Regions from separate parts of the Sus scrofa genome. Here region 1 is linked to region 2. The links are chromatin contacts, called in public HiChIP or PLAC-seq maps. All regions are on one chromosome and are shown on one strand. The core of a region is the stretch at or near the end of the contact, and the rest is flanking DNA. Distances in the headings are between cores, read along the strand shown. Region 1 holds the start of CD59 (CD59 molecule (CD59 blood group)). Region 2 holds the start of HIPK3 (homeodomain-interacting protein kinase 3).

Region 1 (3,496 bases), core at 821-3,320, 500 kb before region 2:
GAAAAATTAAATGAAAAGCAAAAAAAAAAAAAAAGTCAAAAAGCTAGAGAGGTAAACCAGCCAGGTCTCCAGCGGGGTAGTAGAAAAGGGGCAAGAGACACAGACATGAACATGGGCCGCATGGAAACCTGCTGTGAAGGGATTGTAGTGGCCCAAGAAAGACAAGCTACATAACTGAATTAGGGCAGTATCAGTAGGAGTAAAATGAAGAGAGGATGAAATTGAAGTATCCAAATGATAAAATACGCAGATGTGGGAGTGGAAGAAATCAAAGTTGATTCCCAGGTACAGAACTTTATTTACGAAAACAAAATTGCAGGAAAAGCAGTGAACATTGGAGATGAGTTCAAATTTGAATACATTTTGAATTCAAGGTGTGTCTGTGGGACATAGAGATGATGTCCAGCAATCAGCTGGATATGAACATAAAGATCCAGGGAGTGGTCAGGACTGGAGAATAAAAATTTGCAAATCATCTGCAAACACACACACACACCCTCCCTTGCTATCTGCAGGGGATTGGTTCCAGCACCTCCACGGATACCAAAATTAGGAGATGCTCAAGTTCCTTATATAAAAGGTAACAAAATTGGATAATACAGCCAGCCCTTGATAACCACAGATTCTGCAATTGGATGAGTCCACCGATACCGAACCTGTAAATATGGGAGCCAATTGTGTTCCCCAGGCAAAACGAAACAGGTGCACTGTAGTCTCTCAGGGAACACAAATAGCAATCATTCTTGGTGCAAGCCTGGCGAGACCACGTTATGAGCAAGTGGGTAATGAAAAAGAATCTCAAGATGAAAGGTCAAGGAACTGGATGCAAAACTAGGGGAGAGCGGCATCTCAGAATCCAAGAGTTTCAAGGAGGGAAGAGCTTTTAGGATGCATAGAAAATGCATGCGGAAGAGCTTTGTAAACAAGCTCTTGTATATACATGTATTAGCTGATTTAAGCAGACACACATTAAATATCAAAGCAGGTCCTTCTGATCTGAGACTCCTGTTTGTATAGAGAAAAACCAAGATTAAGACAGCACCAAATAAAGTTCCTTCCTTGACATCCCAAAGCCATCAGAGGATCATGGTAGAAGGCACATGGCATTTTCAGTTATGGGGTTTCCCTGCTTGAACCTTATCTCAAGAATTCCTCCCCTCCTCACTCTGCATAAGCAGCCCTGAGATCCATACTTTCTTACTCTGATCCTCAGAGAATCTCCTGGTCCTCACAGAGATCAGTCTCTTGGAGTAAGATTTGTAGGTGTGGGCTGTTTTCCCCCACTCTCTCTTCCAGGGCACTCCTCAAGCCGGTAATAAAGAGGGTGGTGACAAAGTGATACATGGAAACTTCAGATTACATGGTCACATAAAGACAATTCTAAATGGTGGCTCTGGTTCCAAACTGATGAATATAAGCTTTGAAAACCACAACAGAGTTTTATCTTGGTTCCAAAAAAGTACGGACGTGCCTGTGGCTGAAAAGTACGGGAGCCTATGAGCAGAAAGGAGACTTAGGCTGTAGCCAGGCTTTATAACACTACAGCCAGGCCAAGTGGGAGCTTGGCATGGGGCACACATATGGGTTTTATTTTTTATTTTTTTTATTTTTTTGGCCATGCCCAGGGCATGTGGAAGTTTCCAGGTCAGAATGGAACACACACCTCTGCAGTGACTCTACCTGCTGCAGTAACAACACAAGCTCCTTATTCTGCGGCGCCGCAAGAACACTCCCACAGAAACGTTTTGAAAAACATTGTCATATGAATTTTCCTCCTTTGTTTAAAAAAAATTCTAAGTCCTGGATTTTCCTAGTGTTTTTGTTTTCAATAACAAATCGGAGGAGGAACATCGAACTTCCCGTTTTCAGGGTTTTAACATAACGATCTAGTCCTGGCCACAAGTCTTATTTTGAACCGGAGCGGGGAGCCGAGTCACTGAGCCTGCGTTGGCTGGGCGGCCGGCTGGGTCCGGTGACCTTGGGCGGGCGCCTGCGGCGCGTGCGGCGGGGCCGGAGCCTGGGCAGGTGGGGCGGGCGGGAGGAGGCGGAGCCCGCCGGAGCCCCGGCGATAAAGACGCGCAGGCCGGGCCGCTCTCCCGACGGGGAGTAGCGCTGCAGCCGGACGCAGGGTGCAGTTAGGTAAGGCCGAGCGGCGCGCCCAGGCCGGCGCGGGGGGGACTGGGGCCGGGGCGAGCGCCCTCGGAGACCCGGGCCTGGGTGGGGAGGTTTCGGAGGGTCCGAGCGGGCGGTGCCCCCCACCTCCGCCGGCCTCCGCGCCCGGGGCGGCCGAGCTCCCGAGCCCTGCCGTTCGCCCGCGGCCCGCATCTTCCCCGCGCCGCAGACCCCTCGCGGGCTTTAAGCTCCGCGGCGTCCCTCGAGGACCACGAACGAGAAGGGGGCAGCGGGCTTTCGCTTTCCCAAACACCTCCGCGCCGCTGGCTGAGGAAAGCCAAGATTCCCTGGTCGGTAACCCGTTCCCGGGCAGGGCAGTATTTATTTCCAACTTTGAATCTGGAGGGGAGCGCTTGCAATTGAGGGAAAAGAAATCTCGCCTTGAAAGGAGGTTAAGGCCGCCCCTGGATGGTCATGGACTTTATTCTCTTCCCTGGACATCCCGATTTTGAATTTTCAAAAGCAGGGCGAGGTCGTAACTTAAAATGGTGAAGTCCAATTTTGGCTTTCTGGGGCCCGCTTGGGCCACACCCTTCGCAGAGTCTGAGGTTGACGTTCAGTAATTTTCTCCATGGATCCTGGAAATGTTCCATTTCTCTGACGCACATAGCTTCTCCCCCTCAGCCCAGAACCCACACAGACAAGAGTTGAGGTTTGCGACCAACCCTGGCAGTAGCTGTACGAATTCTGAAGCTCAGGGCTCCTCTGTGCCCTGGGAGCCCTTGTCTGTGGAATGGTGATCTGGCCTGGTTGCTGTCTTGGTGAAGGTTCTGGCCCAGCAGGCTCCCTCCGGTTTTCCTTTTGACCAGCGCTTTCCTTCCTTCCCGTGATGACCTCCTGTCCACTTTTGTTGGGACCAGCTGATATCTTGAAAAATCCTGTTCCTGGTGGATTTTTAAAAGTCATCAGGGGGCCCCAGCTGAGACCTGGCTGCCCGCCACTCTCCATTGCAGTAATTCTGTTTCATTCTAATTGTGATTTGAACACATCAGCCCATGCATTTTACACACCTGAGACATAGTGCACCCTCTATCAAGGTAGCTTGTGATAGATGTTTCTTGAAAAGGAGGAAGAGATCTCAGAAACAGGGCCGATAATCCAAAGATTACTTTGTGGATGGTTCTGAGACCCCACAGGAGAGAGAAATGGCTCTTTCCTACCACTTTGATCTGCTTATCCAGCTTCGTTTGTTGGTGATGATGGCTCTGGAATCCACCTGAAATCAATACAGTTTGAAGCATGGGGTGCTTGCAGACCAGTGAGGCAGTTCATGTGTCATGGGATAGTGGTCAAGGGCCTGGGCTTGGCCTCACACCAGGGTTTG
Region 2 (3,540 bases), core at 1,014-3,513:
CCAACAAAACTATAAAAACTATGCTTTTAAAAAAGGTCAGGCATATTTTGTTTGCTTAAATACTAAGTTTAATCATGACCTATCAAAATCTTATCATGGCTCATTGTATAAAATTAGCACTGCATTTGCAAGCATAAGCAGAATCTAGACTTATCAAACATATGGTGAGGCTTGCATAGCTTCTGAAAAATTAAATGAGAATACAGGACTAAGGTGTTTTTAGTTGGGTAGCAAACAAAACTCACTGATCCTACTCAAAAGTTTTCATCAAAAAACTGATCAAAATAAGAACCTCCTAAAAATTTAAAAGGTCCAGCAATCAAAACTTTGAAATAAACTGAAACGGTGTGACTATAAATCCTTCCACTTCAGTAACTAACAAGGAAATACCTAAAATAGAAAGAAAAAAAAAATCAGCCGATCTCCAACTACTAACTAGAAGGTACACATAAATACAAGCACAAACTGGTTTACCAGCTAACTTTTCTGGCCCTAGACCAAAGAGACATCAAATAAAGCTGACAATAGAACCAACCATAAGCTTTCCCTGTAAACTGAACGATAATCTGAAAAACTTCACTGTTACTAATAGAAGCACCTTTGAATTAGTTAGAAGCAGCGAACCGACAGGTGGAAAAATAAATTCCAACAGGGCAGGAAGAGGCTGTGGAAACACGGTTCAAGGACTGAACGTGTTGTGACTGCTCTGTTAACAGGTCCAAGGTAATTTACGCACACACCCTTTAGCGCAATTCCTCAAACCCAGATAAGACTGGGAAACAGCTTTGCCGAGAGCCACATACCATTTTAAAACAGCCTTCTCCCTCTCGACAGGAAAACAGACATAGCTCTCCTCCGAGGTCTTTCCGCGAGTTCTCCCAGCGCCGGGAAGGGAAGCGGACGGCCGCCACCGTAACGAGAGAAGCCGGCAACAGACCCGCCGCGCGGCCGCCACGCCTTCCTCCGGCCGCGGCGGGGGACGCGGAGCGACGGATCACATTTCTCCTCCCCAACAATCACACGCACTCACGTCCCCGGAGTGGACACCCTCCAAACCCGCCGCTCGGCGACGCCGGGGACTGGGCCACAAAGCCCGGGACGCAGCCATCGACCGCGGCGCTCAAGTTGCGTGCGTGCGTGTGTTTGTGTTCGTTCCCCTTAATGAAAGACAAGAGGTCTCCGTAGTGACGGCCCAGGCTACGGTGAGGGAAGAGGCCCCCAGTGGGACTAAACAAAACTTCGGTTGCTGGGAAGAGCCGTTGCGCAACCCTGGCAGGGGGCGGCGGGGGGCCGCCCGGCCTGGCCCAGCCCAAGCGCAGCTTCCCGGAGGCTGCGCCACCGCACGCAGGAACCACGCGCGGCCCCGCGTCCGCGGCCTCGCAGGGGGGGCGCCCGGGCCTCGAGGGAGACGCCTGGACCCGCCACCCCGCGAGGGCCGGGGCGGAAACGCGGAGCACGAGCACGCGGAGCACGAGCGCGCGGAGAACGCGGATGGGGTGCAGTTCGCGCGCCCGGTGCGGGCCGCTCAGGGGATGCCGGGCCCGGCGGGGGTCCGAGGAGAGGTCCGCTGGCCCCTTGACCGCACGCGCGGCCAATGAAGCCAGTTCCCCCGCCCCTAACCCAGGATGGGACGCCCCCCGCCCTGTTCCCTTACCTTCCTAGAGGCCTGCGCTCTCCCCTCGTCGGGCGGCCGCAGCCCTGAGCATGTCCGAGGTGGGTGCGGGGCCGTGCCGGGGACAGGGAGCCAGGCGCTTCAGCAGGCGGCACCACCCAGCCCGGGCTCAGCCCCTCTCCGCGGCCGCTGCCATCTTGTCCTGGCGGCTAAGAAGAAACGGCGAAACACCCTCCCCCGACCGCTGCTGCTGCTGCTCTGGCTGCTGAGCGCCGGGCCCGTCTCCCTCATCTTCTTTCCCAGGGAGATGGGGTGGGGATGGCTCGGCTGGGGCGAGGGGTGGTCAGAGGCCGGCCGGCCGGCCTCCGACTGCTGGGGCCTACGGGCGGCGCGGGGTGCGGGGCCCGCGGCGGTTGAGGCCCATTCCTGACGCCAGGCGAGGAGAAGGAAGACAGCTGGGAGCGGCGGCGACGGCGGGGCCCGCGGCTCGGTATCCTCAGGTCGCCGCGCTGCCGGCAGTCGTCACGGAGGCGGCTGCCGCCGGCCGCCCCAGTCTCGGGCCCCTCCTCTGCGCCCGCCGGCCTCGGTCGCCGCCTCCGCAGCGCCACCGCCCGCCCGGCCGCTCTGCGTGCGGAGCCCGGGCGGCCCAGCTCGGCTCGGGCCGCGGCGCCTCCGCGAAGCCCCTCCCAGGGGCCCGCCCGCCCGCAGCCGCGCCCTTGTAGCTTCGAGCCCGCCTGGCGGCCGGCGTGGGTCCGACCCGCAGCTCCCTCACGCCAGCGCGCCAGCAAAAGCAGCCTCCGCCAACGCCCCCTCTTCTGTTCTGAATCTCACTCTTGGGCCCGCTCCACCAAATATGTGTATTTTTTGAACGATCCTAACCACCAAAGAAAGGATGAAAATGCGGAAGCAGGATTTTACAGGCCTTTCGAAATCCCGTAATCATAGTTTCCCCCTTCTACCCCTTTAGGGTCTGTTTCTTGGCGGTTTTTTTCCTTTTTTTTTAAAGGTTTAATAATAAAGAAAGGGGAAATGTATACAGTGAACAATTCCAGTCGAAAATAAGTCCTACCCGCTCGCCCATCCCAAAGGGTCAACGGTTCGAACTCCAAACCCTCGTACATACATATGAAGTTCACTCACCTCTGCGTTGGTAATTCTCCATCAAGGTAGTCAGTCCCACTCCCAGAGACTAACTAGTTAGCTCCCTCCTGGAAACGAGGAAATCAACAGAATGGCCCATCTCAAACAACGGAATCATAGAACCATAGAATCTTAGGGATGAAAGAACCATAGAGATCCTCGGTCCAAAGTAGGGCGCGGAATCAAACTTCAGGTGACTTGTCCAAGGTTATATAGCCAAGCCCTGGTCTGCACTTCTTTTCCCTAGGAAACAACTGACCTTCTAAATATTTATCATTCATAGTTGATCTTTTTAAATATACCTTTTTTCTCTTCCTTTCTGTCCTGAATTAATGTTTAACGTTTTGGGAACACCTTTCTCTGAGGAATGGAAGTGCCCTCTCTTAGTTTCTTAGAAAATCTTCATTAGGCTTGCCTCTACTGCGCAGGTATTAGTCCCCAGACACTTTCTATAGCCGTAGAGGCAGGGCAAAAGGCGTGGCAAATTGCTGCGTATTTAATTCTACACCTTGACTCCGGGCTGCTTTGCAAGCTGGGAGAAGAGTATTTTGAAGGATGCCTTTAAGGGAAACGGATAGTATGCCTTGAAGCAGTTGGAAGTAGCATTTTCAAAAGAAGGTTGTTTTCAACTTAGGGAGGATAACCAGTTGTAAAGTTTGCCAAAACAGAAAAACAAAACTGTCTGTCTCTCAGAGAGATAGCAGCATGTTAGCCATTCCTTTTTACTTAGTATTTAGTTACTTCTGACTTGTTTAAAAAGCAATAGTTAAAAGAACCAAAAAAAGGAT

What was found. HiChIP or PLAC-seq counts read pairs in DNA pulled down with a chosen protein or histone mark.
Region 1: an H3K27ac HiChIP or PLAC-seq map of skeletal muscle shows a contact between it and region 2. The contact joins the promoter of CD59 here to the promoter of HIPK3 in region 2. A contact is called at or near these places in 2 of 5 promoter capture datasets (fetal liver and fetal skeletal muscle), 2 of 47 Hi-C or Micro-C datasets (embryonic fibroblasts and heart right ventricle) and 1 of 2 datasets of contacts at active chromatin or transcription factors (skeletal muscle).

The regions. Positions count from the first base shown.
Region 1 is chr2:27,184,575-27,188,070 of Sscrofa11.1, forward strand. CD59 (CD59 molecule (CD59 blood group)) reads left to right here and starts at 2,071. Exons shown (of 4, transcript NM_214170.1): 1 at 2,071-2,139.
Region 2 is chr2:27,683,663-27,687,202 of Sscrofa11.1, forward strand. It overlaps HIPK3 (homeodomain-interacting protein kinase 3), which reads right to left and starts at 2,264. Exons shown (of 16, transcript XM_021083205.1): 1 at 1,655-2,264.